Regions from separate parts of the Mus musculus genome. Here region 1 is linked to region 2. Evidence: chromatin contacts called from public HiChIP or PLAC-seq data. All regions are on one chromosome and are shown on one strand. Each heading gives the region's core, a stretch centred on a gene start, on an enhancer-like site or on the middle of the called end of the contact. The rest is flanking DNA. Distances are from core to core; before and after follow the strand shown. Region 1 holds the start of Aqp6 (aquaporin 6). Region 2 holds the start of Troap (trophinin associated protein).

Region 1 (6,167 bases), core at 524-3,023, 530 kb after region 2:
AACACAGTCCGGGGGCAGAGAGGTGTGGATGAGAATGATAATGGGCAGCAGAGGGGAAGGGGAGGGGCAGTAGGGCACTGGCAAGAGCATGCTGTGCCCAGTAAGAAACCAAGGGTTCCTCTGAGGAGAGCAAGGGAAATCCAGGACAGACTGGGAGAGGGAGGGGTCTGACTGTGACTGCGATGGGGAGGGTACAGTAGAGCCCGTGGTCCAGAATTGGAGCTTTCCCTTGAAGATGTCAGAGGGTTTGGTCCTACGAGGGGGCAGGAGGGCAGCCGTAGAAATAGCGGAATGAGATTGAAACCAACCACACAGTCACCTGCTCTCATTACTGGGTCTCTCTCGTAGGCAGTCTCTGTGCAGGACACTATATATAGAACAAAATGTGATTCCTCCCCCTGAGGGCTGATCACCTTGTTTGGGAGACATAGTAACACCGTGGCAGGAGTGTGCTGACTTGTACATGGAAAGGCTTTAGGTATGGCGGCAACACACAGAGATGGCCTTAGGACAGAGCAGGTGGCGCTGGAAGCTGTCCTCCAGGATGGGTTAAGAGGTTCAGGCGAAGAGTACAGAAGGCTCTCCATGAAGGGGTGGGGGTGGGGGTGGAGATGGCAGGATGTTCATCCCAGGATGCCAGGGGACAAAGGAAGAAGGACGAGGGAGGCAGGAGGAATGGGGCCCCACAGGACCTTGTCATTCTGGCTTAGACCTCCAAAGAGGGTGGCAGAGACTGCAGCAGGACAGCAGCCGGCTGAGCACTGCTTTAAAAAACAAAACAAAACAAAGCATCATTCAGACCGCAGTGTGGAGGACTGAGGAGGGCAAAGTGAGGGCGGACCGGCTAAAGGCTGCACGGTGAGGAGGAGAGCCCAGCCGGGACCACTCGGGATTCAAAACTAGCAGAGTTCGATGCCTTCCTCTGGAAAGGGGTCAAAGACACTTCTTGGGTGCCACCAACTGCGCTGGAGAGAAGTGTGGGAGACAGGGAGGGTGGCATTTGGGGACAGACTCTGTTTGAGGAGCCTGCAGTTAACCAGGTGCAGCCAGGGTTAGGGCAGGATGCAGGTATTGCTTGGGCAGCTCCACAGAGGGAACACCTCTGTTTGAGAAATCTGATGCTACTGGGGAAGAGGCACGGTGACACTTTAGGATGACATAGCTATATAAGTAGATAACCCATCTGATGTAATAAATCATGGGGGTGGGGGGCTCTGAGAACAAGGTCCCGAAGGGAGGCAGAGAGGCAGGAAGTGAGGGAAAAAGCACAGGGGATCCCCCACCGGCGGACAGCAGAACTGTTCGGGCCACATGCAGCAGCTATCATGGTTTGAGCATCCGTGTGGTGAACCCCAGCTCCTTTCCACACCACCAGGACCACATCCTCAATCAAGTTGATTGCCCGTGCCTGAGACCTGGATGCCATGTTTTACGGGGGAATGGTGGAAAGAACTTAATTTCGCACCTGGGCTTATGGGGCACAGAATACACCCCACCATTTAAGAAGAAGAGACTAGGCAATTAGCACACAGGCACCCCTGCAGCAGGCCTTGGATGTGGGTTTCTCCATGATCTTGCTGGTCTCTAAGCTGACATTAGGGATCTGACTTCCACTCCCCAAGTCCCCAAGTCCCAGGCTAGACTTCTTTTGGCAGCCAGTCCCGGGAGGTTCCAGCTCAGTGCCCAGTGTTCCTCCTTACTGGCCTGGCCCCCTCCTGTCAGGTGAGCCCCGAGCTGGAACAGACACGTGAGCACTCTGAACCTCCCACCCCCAGACACGCACAATGCCATCAGCTGGCTCCCCATGAATCTGAGCAGCTTGTTTCTAAGGCCAGCAGTGTGCTGGGGGCACCTTAGCTGGCTGGGGAAGCTGCCACAGAAAGGGAGGCCAGGAGAGCTGGGGAGGGGTCAAGAGACCTGAGGGAACAGAACGAATCAGGGAGAAGAGGCAGCAGACCTGAAGGCAAGCAGGTGACAAGACATGGAGCCAGGGCTGTGTAGCAGGGCTTACCTTCTGGTTGGCGGGCTTTGGACCGCCATCAGCAAGGCGCTTTTTGCTGAGTTCCTGGCCACGGGGCTGTACGTTTTCTTTGGTGTGGGCTCTGTTCTGCCCTGGCCTGTGGCGCTTCCCTCTGTGCTCCAGATCGCCATCACCTTCAATCTGGCCACAGCCACAGCCGTGCAGATCTCCTGGAAGACCAGCGGGGCCCACGCCAACCCTGCTGTGACCCTGGCCTACCTCGTGGGATCCCATATCTCTCTGCCTCGGGCTATGGCCTATATCGCTGCGCAGCTGGCTGGGGCCACAGCTGGGGCTGCTCTTCTTTACGGGGTAACTCCAGGAGGTATTCGAGAGACCCTTGGGGTCAACGTGGTAGGTGCAAAGAGGCCCAGTCATGTGGCAGATGATAGGGCACCTGAGGGAGTCAGATGGTCACGGTGGGAGGCCAGACAGGAGGAAACAATGTAGCTATTCTGAGCTGCCCCGGGTTCCTCTCCCATTTAAGCATTCACCTAGGCCAGACAGAAATGGCAACATGGTGTGATAAACAGATGGGACACCGAGACAATACGAAGGGGAGGGAATCAGGGGCAGCTAAGAGCTGTCAGCGAGGAGCCAAGCTGGGCTTGAGAGGGAGAGGGAGAGGGAGAGGGAGAGGGAGAGGGAGAGGGAGAGGGAGAGGGAGAGGGAGAGGAGAGAGAGAGAAGGAGAGGGAGAGGGAGAGGGAGAGGGAGAGGGAGAGGGAGAGGGAGAGGGAGAGGGAGAGGGAGAGCCCTACCTAACTGGCCTTGTACTCTCTCTGTGTATCCTGCTGGTTTCTCTGTTTCCGAGGCCTGCTTCACTCCTCTCATCATCTTTGCTCCATCTGCTTCCACCTCTACCCGCAGCCCCTCCATTCTTCCCTCAAGCTTTTTCATCACTCCTTAACTTCTGAGGCACCGTTGAACCGCGGGCCTCACTCAATGGGAGAGTGGGAGACGTGTCAGGCACTTGCACGGGGAGCAGGCATCCGGATGCAATGCGAGCCGGCTGCACAGACCCCACAGACCTCCTTAGGGTCCTGCATCAGCCCTCAGCCGGGGAGAGTAGGAAGGACTAGGGAGTCTCACTGTCCTGTGCTCAGAGCCCAAGTCCACTCCAGTGCAATCCTCTCTGCTAAGGTCCACAACAGCACATCAACTGGCCAGGCGGTGGCCGTGGAGCTGGTTCTGACGCTGCAGCTGGTGCTCTGTGTCTTTGCTTCCATGGATGGCCGGCAGACCTTGGCGTCCCCAGCTGCCATGATTGGAACCTCTGTGGCACTGGGCCACCTCATTGGGGTAAGAGACAAAGGAGGACACCATGCATGTGCACATACGGGAACTCTCCCTGAAGAACCCTAAGGCCCTAAAGGCTACAGGACCATAAAAGGCCAGGAAATGTTCTCCCTAAGCCCCTCCTCTCTTGTGGCTGAAGGAATGCCCTCTAATATTCTGAGCTAGGACAGTGGGGAAACGTCCTCCTCCAGGCTGCCTCAAACCCTCATTCTTTGCCCTACCAGATCTACTTCACTGGCTGTTCCATGAACCCAGCCCGCTCCTTCGGCCCTGCCGTCATTGTTGGGAAGTTCGCAGTCCATTGGGTGAGGTCCTCCACTGGTAGCCTTGAGGGTGTGTGGTGGTGGGGTTAGGCAGAAGGAATAGAGATAGCAGGTTTTGCTATTAGGAAATCCATATAGAGTTGAATAAACCAGCTCCTGCCCTCCCAGGCTATTTAAACCACCCAGGAGTGCAGCTTTCCCTACATTCAAAAAGCCAAGGTGAGTGTCCCGGCTTGCATTGACTTTCAGCTCCAATATCCTGCAGTATCCAGGGACTCACACAAAATGGGCCAGGGCAGAAACTGCAGCCTTGGCCCAGGTTTCCTGTTCCGGCCGTTTCCTTCTTCGCCTTCTCCAGCTGGACCAAATTTCAAACTTGAATAAAGAAAAGACAAACAGAAATAGACCACACAGAAGCACAGACAGAAACAGCAATAGTCAGAGCTAAAACAGGAGAGGTGAGAGGAAGACGCAGGAGTGGGTGAGGAGACTTGAGCCCAGTTTTAGCTTTGGTCGCATCCTCCAAGGCCCCACTCCAGGGAAAGGCAAGGTCCCCTCACCCTTGGGCTCATGCCTTGTAGGCGTTTGGTGAGTCTCTGGGGCTGGAGCTGGGGACACCACTCAGTGCTAGGGAAGCAGGCAGGTTTCTGAAACTACCTTGCGCTCACAACTACGTCTCTGTCCTCAGATCTTCTGGGTAGGACCGCTCACAGGGGCTGTCCTGGCTTCGCTGATCTACAACTTTATCTTGTTCCCTGACACCAAGACTGTAGCCCAGCGATTGGCCATCCTTGTGGGCACCACAAAGGTGGAGAAAGTGGTAGACCTGGAGCCCCAGAAGAAAGAATCACAGACAAACTCTGAGGACACAGAAGTGAGCGTGTGACAGCCTCTGGCCCCTTGGGCCTCCAGGGCAGGCCTTGGGTTTGAGGTGGCCCTGGTGTGTGGGTGATCAGGAGATTTAGCCTCCTGTTCTAAAAGTAGGAACCAATCTCTGTCCATAAGCAAACAGTTGTTTCCTTTCCACGTTTCCTCTCTTGACATACATTGTGCAGGCTGACCTTCCATTCCCAATGCCTCCCAGCCCCTCCACCCCCATCCGCTTGGCCTGTGAAATAGACGGGACTTAGGGATACCACCACGACCAGCTTCTGCATTCATAGACAGAAAGAATCTGGAGGTAAATCCATCCAGTTAATTTTCCAACTTGCCTTCCCTGTTTTCTTCTTTCTTTCAGTGTTTGACTTCTCCGTGTGAGGAGGCTGTCCGGTCATTTTCATTCACGCTTGGCCTTTGCTGATCCCCTCCCTGGCTCCCCTCCCAGTACCTCCTGGCCACTTCCTGCTGGTCCTCACCTTACCCTCCCAAGGCCCTCCACTTCTGCTGTAATGTTGCTTTCATGTTTCCTGTTTTCTGTTGCCCTCTTCCCCCAGCCTCCCCAGTCTCCCCTGTCCAGTCCTCTCCCTAGTTATCCAGTCTACCCCAGTCCCCTCTCCTTAGTTCCCTCAATCTACTCCAGTCCCCTCTCCCTGGTCCCCCCAGACTACCCCAGTACCCCTGGTCCCCTCTCCCTAGCCCCCTCAATCTACCCCAGTCCCCCCAGCCCCTCTCCCTCATCCCCCCAGATAACCCCAGTACCCCTGGTCCCCTCTCCCTAGCCCCCTCAATCTACCCCAGTCCTCCCAGCCCCTCTCCCTCGTCCTCTCAGCCTCTCCCATGTGCCTTCTTCCTGCTCCCATGGTCAAGGTTCTAGTTTCCTGACCCTTTTCTGTTTCTTAACGGCAAGAGCACAGGGAGGCAGAAACCACACAGCAGGACCCCAGTGGGCATCCTGGGCCGCTGGATCCCTGTCTTGGAGAAAGGGGAATTGGGTCCCAAATATCCATTCTGCTTGGACTCTGATGAAGGAGCTTCAGAGCCCACTAAGATGGGGCAATACCAGTTTTAGGGATTGCCTGAGCTTCTTGAAAGATTTCTCTGTCCTAGGTGTGGTTTGGGGTTTCCTGAGGACAAAGGTCGCTCTTCCAAAAGGTCTCTCTGTTCCCAAATGCTCAGGAAGATCTCTACCTGGGACAAGGTGATACAGAGGAAGCCCACGTCCCCACCCCACCCCCATGCCACACTCGGTCTATACCCTGGGCCAGAAGCCTCTAAGGTCTGATTTTCAACACCTTGGTCCCTGTTAAATAGTGAGGCTATAGAGTGGCCCAGAAAGTAGAGACTACAGGCTTAGTGCCTCTAAAAGACCCTGGGAGTTGAATTGTTTTTGCTACACATTGAAGGCCACTGCACATCTACTCGGCTAATCAAAGGGGGTCGTGGGGTGGTGGGGTATCCTCTCTGGATTTCAGCTTATCCACTGTAGAATGGGCATACTTCTCCCTCCCTCCGGGGTGCTGTGGCAACGATGAGAATGCTTTGGGGAATTAAATGCTGGTAGAACACTCCAATAAATGATGATTGTTGTTGCAGTTACTGTAATTATTGGGTTTGGATACAATTGCTGTTGGTAATGGGAGGGAAGGGGGAGGGGAAGGGGGATACCTGAGTGTGGGGGGAGGGAGGGAGGGAGGGGGGGAGAGAGAG
Region 2 (6,457 bases), core at 1,200-3,699:
CCATCTCTTTAGCCCCCAGTCACTGAAGATTTAACCAGTCATTGTGGACACAGCTTCTTGTCAAGAATTCTCCCTCGCAGAAGGCAGAGAGCAAGTGGGCAGAGCGGCATGCCGCAGAATGCTAGGTTTAGTGTGCAGATAACTAAGGCACAACATTTTGGAAATTTTCTCCAGAAGAAACGGATTCATGTAGACAGAACGGGTTGGGAACTCCCCTGAGGGCTCAAGGAACTATTCAGAAGAGAAGGCAGAAAAGATGTTAACAGCCAAAGGGGATGGATGGCTCTAAAAGAACATAGTCTTCCAGACACAGCAGGACTGATGCACATGTGAGCTCACAGAGACTGTGGCAGGACACACGGGGCCTGCACAGGCTCAAGCCAGACTGGGTCCCAGGCTGAGAGGCAGGGGACAGAAGCCACAAGCTTCCATCCCTAACCAAGAAGCTACCTCCAATTGACAACTGCTTGCAAAGGAAGTTAGTCTTCCCCAGTGGAATCTCACTGGATGTGCTAACCACACTTAGGGGTGGGCCCCATGCCCAGTGGTAGATAGCCAACATCAGACTAACTCAGTGGTGTGTTTGGTAGACTTCTTGTCTCATACGGCTTTGTTTGGGCATTGTTTGTCTTACTGGTCTTTTGCTTGTATATTATGGTTTCCAACTTTGTGCTTTTATGAGCTCTGGTTTATGTTTCAGGGCTGGGGAGAGGGTGGTTAAAAATGGTGGCTGCTAGCGGGGCGCGGTGGTCCACACCTTTAATCCCAGCACTCGGGAGGCAGAGGCAGGCGAATTTCTGAGTTCAAGGCTAGCCTGGTCTACAAAGTGAGTTCCAGGACAGCCAGGGCTACACAGAGAAACCCTGGCTCGGAAAAAAAAAAAAAAAAAAAAAGAATGGTGGCTGCTCTTCCAGAGGTCCTGAGTTCAATTCCCAGCAACCACATCGTGGCTCAGGACCACCTGTAACAGGATACAATGTCGTCTTCTGGTGTGCCTGAAGACAGTGACAGTGTACTCACATACTTAAAATAAATAAATCTTTTTAAAAAAAATGTTGGGGGACTGCAGAGATGGCTCAGAGGTTAAGAGCACCGACTGCTCTTCCGAAGGTCCTGAGTTCAAATCCCAGCAACCACATGGTGGCTCACAACCATCCTTAATGAGATCTGACTCCCTCTTCTGGAGTGTCTGAAGACAGCTACAGTGTACTTACATATAATAAAAATAAATTGTTTAACTAAAAGCATATATATTTAAAATAAAACGACTCAAGGGGTTGGGCAAGGAAATTATTTGGAAGACAATCGCTTTTAAAACCAAGCTGAGGGCTGGCGAGATGGCTCAGCGGTTAAGAGCACTGACTGCTCTTCCAAACGTCCTGAGTTCAAATCCCAGCAACCACATGGTGGCTCACAACCATCCGTAATGAGATCTGACGCCCTCTTCTGGTGCATCTGAAGACAGCTACAGTGTACTAATGAATAATAATAAATAAATCTTTTAAAAAAATAAAATAAAACCAAGCTGACTGTCTCTGTGTGCTCTGTTTCATCTGGCTAAACAGCTGAATAGATGCTCAAAGGTATAAAATCCGTAGGTGTGAAAAGAAGTGGCATATGGAAGGGGAGATCCGGAAGCACGCCTATGTTCCTGGCTTGCTGGTCAGCACCCTTTAAACTATGCAGGGAGTGTGCAATCCGAGCTTCCTGAAGCAGGAAGCTGCGAGTTTGAGGCCACTCTCAGGTGGGGTGGGGTGAGACATTGCCCACCCCCATCTCCATCATCTGGCAGCCTCACAGTTGCCTGCCAGTAAGGAGCAGGTGAGCCCTCTCATCCAGACCGGTGGAAGGAAACCTGAAGATGCAGAGATCTCCCCACCCAGGAGGAGCCCTTCAATTCTGATTAACAGAGCTCCAGCCACCCTGGGCCTGACCACATCCCACCAGGGTGTGAGGTCCGAGTGGACACAGGATTTCTTGGCTCCTCGTTCTCGTTGGGCTCCAACAGTTCAGGTACCTCCAGCCCTCTCACCCATTAGGCTCCTATCTCCTGCAAGAAGTGCCCATGGTTCCCAAAACCCGGCCGTGCACTACGTTCAGAGTGTGGTCAACAGTGGTCTCGATGGCCAATCTTTCCCACAATTCCGCGGTCTTCATGAGGGGCCAGCCCTCGGTTGGCTCCAGCTCTCGCGAGAGTACGGTAATGCCCGTTGCAGTCCAGACTGGCCTTCCCGGGCTTCAGAACAGCATCCTCCCTGGCTTTCCGCCCCCATCCTGCCACTCGCGCTCCGTCCTCGGATTGGCCGAGAGAGCTGGTCAGTTGTTCTCCCATCAAGAAAACGTTTCGGCGACTAGTCCTTCTCTGGCCCCGCCTTCGGAGCCTGCGGATTGGGTGGCTCCGTGTGACGTCACGACCCTCCGAGTCACCGGGTACCAGCCAATCAGGAGCTTGGCGTATTTTACAAACCGGGGAAGCAGCAGCAGCCGCAAGCAGAAGCAGAAGCAGAAACCCAAGAAATCGGCGAAAAACCCGAGGAAGTAGAGGTGACCCGGAGGGCCTCCTGGAATGGTGCGGCACGAGGATCTTAGAGGGGAGTCCTGCCGAGGTTCCTAGGGAGGAGAGCAGTTTGGAGCTCCGGGGCGAGATAGCAGACTTAGGGTTTCTGGAAGAGTTGCCAGGAGAGCGGCCTTGCTGCCGGTGCGGGCTTCTAGGCACATGGATTGGGACCAAGGGGAAAGAATCAGGGATATCAGCACCCATGCTTTGAGAAGTGATTTGCTTTGGTCCTCAGTCCTGTCTACCTTCTTCTCTCATCTCCATTATAGCCGCCATGACTACCCTCCAAACCAATAAGGATCCCCATCTCCGAGGTGTATCTCCCAACCCTAGCAAGATTCCAGTACTCTCCCAAAGATGCCAAGATTTTTCCTCAGTCAAGTCGCGCTCTCTGGACCAGGAGAACCAAGATCCGAGGGTAGGAGGGGCTGGACACAAGGAGGCACCTCGAGTCAGCAATGCACCCCCACCCCCCATCCCCACCCCACCCCCGCACTGAATCCCAGCTTTTTCCCCCTTCCCCCTAGACACCAGCACAGAAACCACCGCGCAGTACTCAACGTCAACGTCCACTCACTGACACGGCAGGCCTCAGATCGAAAACCTTGCACCAGACTGAAAAATCACCAAGCTTGAAGACCCTGCGGAACCCTCTGGAGGAACTCAAGCCTAGCTCTGGGGGATCAAATGTGGGGCTTGTGACCCATCCCCAGACAGGTACCTGTTCCAGACCTGGGGGCAGCCTACTTGGCTGAGTGAGAATGGGAGACCCAAAGTGGAGGTCTTGCATACTGCAAGAGACCTGGGTTTTGTCCAGAAACCTCTTTGCTCTGAGAAACCATCACTTTCAGCAAAATGCCATCTTTTGCCTGGCATGGTGGTTCATGCCTCTAATCCCAGCACTTTAGGAGGCAGAGGCAAGTGGTCTCTGTGAATTGGACACCTTTTACCTATTGAACTCCAGGCCTAAACAATTATATTGTATCTAAAAAAAAAAAGACATCTTCTGGGCCTTTTTAGCAACCCTGGGCAAGACAGTCACAGTCATTTGCTCATTGTTATGCTGAGTCTTTATAATCTGTCCATACTTCAGCTTTAATTCTTCCTTTTCAACAATAAATATATATATATATTAAAGATTTATTTATTTATTATATGTAAGTACACTGTAGCTGTCTTCAGACACTCCAGAAGAGGGAGTCAGATCTTGTTCCAGATGGTTGTGAGCTACCATGTGGTTGCTGGGATTTGAACTCCGGACCTTCGGAAGAGCAGTCGGGTGCTCTTAACCACTGAGCCATCTCACCAGCCCATAAATATATATTTTAAAGATCTATTTTTTTTTTTTTGAGACAGGGTTTCTCTGTGTAGCCCTTGCTGTCCTGGAACTCACTTTGTAGACCAGGCTGGCCTCGAACTCAGAAATCCGCCTGCCTCTGCCTCCCAAGTTCTGGGATTAAAGGCATGCGCCACCACGCCCGGCTTAAAGATCTATTTTTTATTTTATGTGAGTCCATGTGAGTGCAGTACCCATGGAGTTCAGAAGAGGACATTGGAATCCCTAGAGCTAAAGTTATAGCTGGCCGTGAGCTGCCATGTGGGTGCTGGAAGTAGAACCCAGGTCTCCCAGAAGAACAGCCAGTGGCTCTTAGCAACTGAGCCATCTCTCTAGCCTCTAAAAAGAGATTGGTTTTAATGATGTGTATGTGTGAGCAGGTGCCTGTGGGGGCCGGAGGCACTGGATTGTCTTAGAGCTGGAGTTCCAGGCCGGCCACCTGACGTAGATGCTAAGAACTGAACACCAGTCAGTCCTGTGCAAGAACAGTAACCGTGTGACTGCTCTTAATCCCCATGGCATCTCTCCAGCCCCCGGTGATGGGTCCTGTATGGCAAAACCGTTGTTTTATGTTATACCCCACTGTTTAGAGCAATAGCTTACATGAAATTCTTCAAACTTTGGTGAGCTTAGGTTCAACCGAATGATCTCCTCCCGTCTCTTAAGACCTTATGTAGTCCAGGCTCTGAGCTCTCTATGAGCTGGTGGCTGGCCTTGAACACCTGGTTCTCCTGCCTCAGTATCCTACATTCTGGTTTTACAGGCGTGCACCGCATAGCCTGGCTTGGATAATGTTTCTTTCGCTCACTGTTACTGGGTATGAGCAGCACCTGTCCCTCGGCCTCCCCTCATCCTGTCTCTTCCCTTGCAGAGGCCATAGGGGCTATAGAGTTTGTGGCTGACCCTGCAGCCCTGGCCACCATCTTGTCAGGTGAGGGAGTGAAGAGCTGTCCCCAGGGGTACCGGTCCAGTCTGGCTCAGAGAGTGCTAGTCCGTGAGAGAAAGGGAGGCACCACCCAGAGGGGCCAGGTAATGAGAAGGAGGTGAGACCAGGCTGGGGTGGACTAAGGGTGATTTTTGAGTCTTGCTGACAGCTTTTATTGGTGGTCCAGAGTGCAAGGTCTTCTGCATACCTGGCTCCCAGAATCCCCACCCATCAAGTGGGTCCTGCCAGGGCTTCCTGCTTCTCAAGACTGGAGGGCCCGGGACTCCGGGACCACACTTTGTCCCCACCCCGGTTAGAGGCTCTGGTGAGTACTCCTGAGGGGCTGACACTCACTGCTTCTTGGGGCAGAGCAGACTTTGGGACAATATCTCAAGATGAACTGCTGGGTTCTGTCGCGAGAGACGGGGTGGTGTTCGTGTCTGGCTCGGGGCTGTTTCTCACTCTGTTTTCCTGTCTTGCCGTGGATCAGAATCCACCTCCAGGCTCCTCTCACTCCTCCACTCGACCCAGCTTACAGGAGCTAAGAAGAGAGACATGTGGCGGCGGCAGGTAAGGAGAGTGTAGATTCCCTTTCGACCCCAGACGGGAAAAAGTCACTGGGCAGGGCCGAGGGTTCAGACTTTGACAGCTGAGCCTTATCTATGACATGGAGGACATGGGGAGCGCTGCGTCATTTGGCTACAGCGTAAACTGACAATAGATGGCTTTTGAGTTCAATTCCTGACCCTTACCACTACTAGCTGTGCAAGCTCACCTTAACCTGCCTGCGTCTTGGCTTCTGCATCCCCATCGGCCAAGTGAGGTTAACACTGGTACTGTTAGAGGCTACTGCGCTGGTGTTTGCAAAGCCCTTAGCTAATGCCCAGCCCTTGCTTGGCACTCAGGGACGGGGACTGTACTGACAGAAGGACCTCAGCAAGCCAAGCCTCAAGACTGCTCCTGAAGACCCCGGTTCAGCCTGGTGAGTTTGTGTGGATGTGGGAACAAAGGAAGGGTGAGTGCCTGCACCAGGAAGGCAAGGGTCAGCAGGCCTCAGGGAGTGGGGTGAAGTAAGGGAGAGGTTGGAGGGAGGTCTGGCTCAGTGGTGGCGTGCTCCTCCAGCATTCACATCCCAAAAACACACACACACACACACACACACACACACACACACACACAGCAGACAAGACCTCCCGGGAAGGTCAGAGGTCAGCCTAGTTGTGCGTGTATCTCTGTTTCTGCCCTCTCCCTGCCACTTCCTGCAAGACAATGTCTACTGTGTTCTCTGTCCCAGTCCCTTGTGAGCCATGGCCACCAGCCCACCCAGGGCATTGGGATTGATAAGTGTTTGCCAAGGTATTATTGTGCTCTCGGGGGATGCTGAACGGGTAGACTTTGGTGTTGTAGATACTACAGGAAATGAATGTCCTGTCTCCTCCCAGCTTCCTTACCCCTCCGAGGCGAGCAGGAGGCTGTCCCTCACTCCGACGACGGAGGGGGAAGACATCATCTGGGTCTGGCTCAACGGATACCATTAAAAGAAAGTCTGACAAACACCAGGGTGAGCCGAGACCCTCCCAGGATGGGGAAGGGGTGTTCAGGAGGCACACTGAGGGTTGTGGGTAGAATTGGCAGACCC

Evidence for each region. HiChIP or PLAC-seq counts read pairs in DNA pulled down with a chosen protein or histone mark.
Region 1: an H3K27ac HiChIP or PLAC-seq map of large pre-B cells shows a contact between it and region 2, with 2.3 times the contacts expected there. The contact joins the promoter of Aqp6 here to the promoter of Troap in region 2. A contact is called at or near these places in 1 of 39 promoter capture datasets (stem cell-derived epiblast-like cells) and 2 of 115 datasets of contacts at active chromatin or transcription factors (bone marrow-derived macrophages and large pre-B cells).

What each region holds. Positions count from the first base shown.
Region 1 is chr15:99,599,427-99,605,593 of GRCm38.p6, forward strand. It overlaps Aqp6 (aquaporin 6), which reads left to right and starts at 1,774. Exons shown (of 5, transcript NM_175087.5): 1 at 1,774-2,374; 2 at 3,163-3,321; 3 at 3,543-3,623; 4 at 4,270-4,455; 5 at 4,819-6,051. The coding sequence starts at 1,982. The coding sequence ends at 4,881. It overlaps Gm34765 (a long non-coding RNA gene), which reads right to left and starts at 2,116. Exons shown (of 5, transcript XR_875660.2): 1 at 2,012-2,116.
Region 2 is chr15:99,072,524-99,078,980 of GRCm38.p6, forward strand. It overlaps Troap (trophinin associated protein), which reads left to right and starts at 2,450. Exons shown (of 14, transcript NM_030159.1): 1 at 2,450-2,569; 2 at 2,827-2,975; 3 at 3,085-3,274; 4 at 4,765-4,922; 5 at 5,006-5,143; 6 at 5,309-5,388; 7 at 5,724-5,800; 8 at 6,261-6,379. The coding sequence starts at 2,832. Gm34284 (predicted gene, 34284) reads right to left here and starts at 2,146. Exons shown (of 3, transcript NR_155351.1): 1 at 2,033-2,146.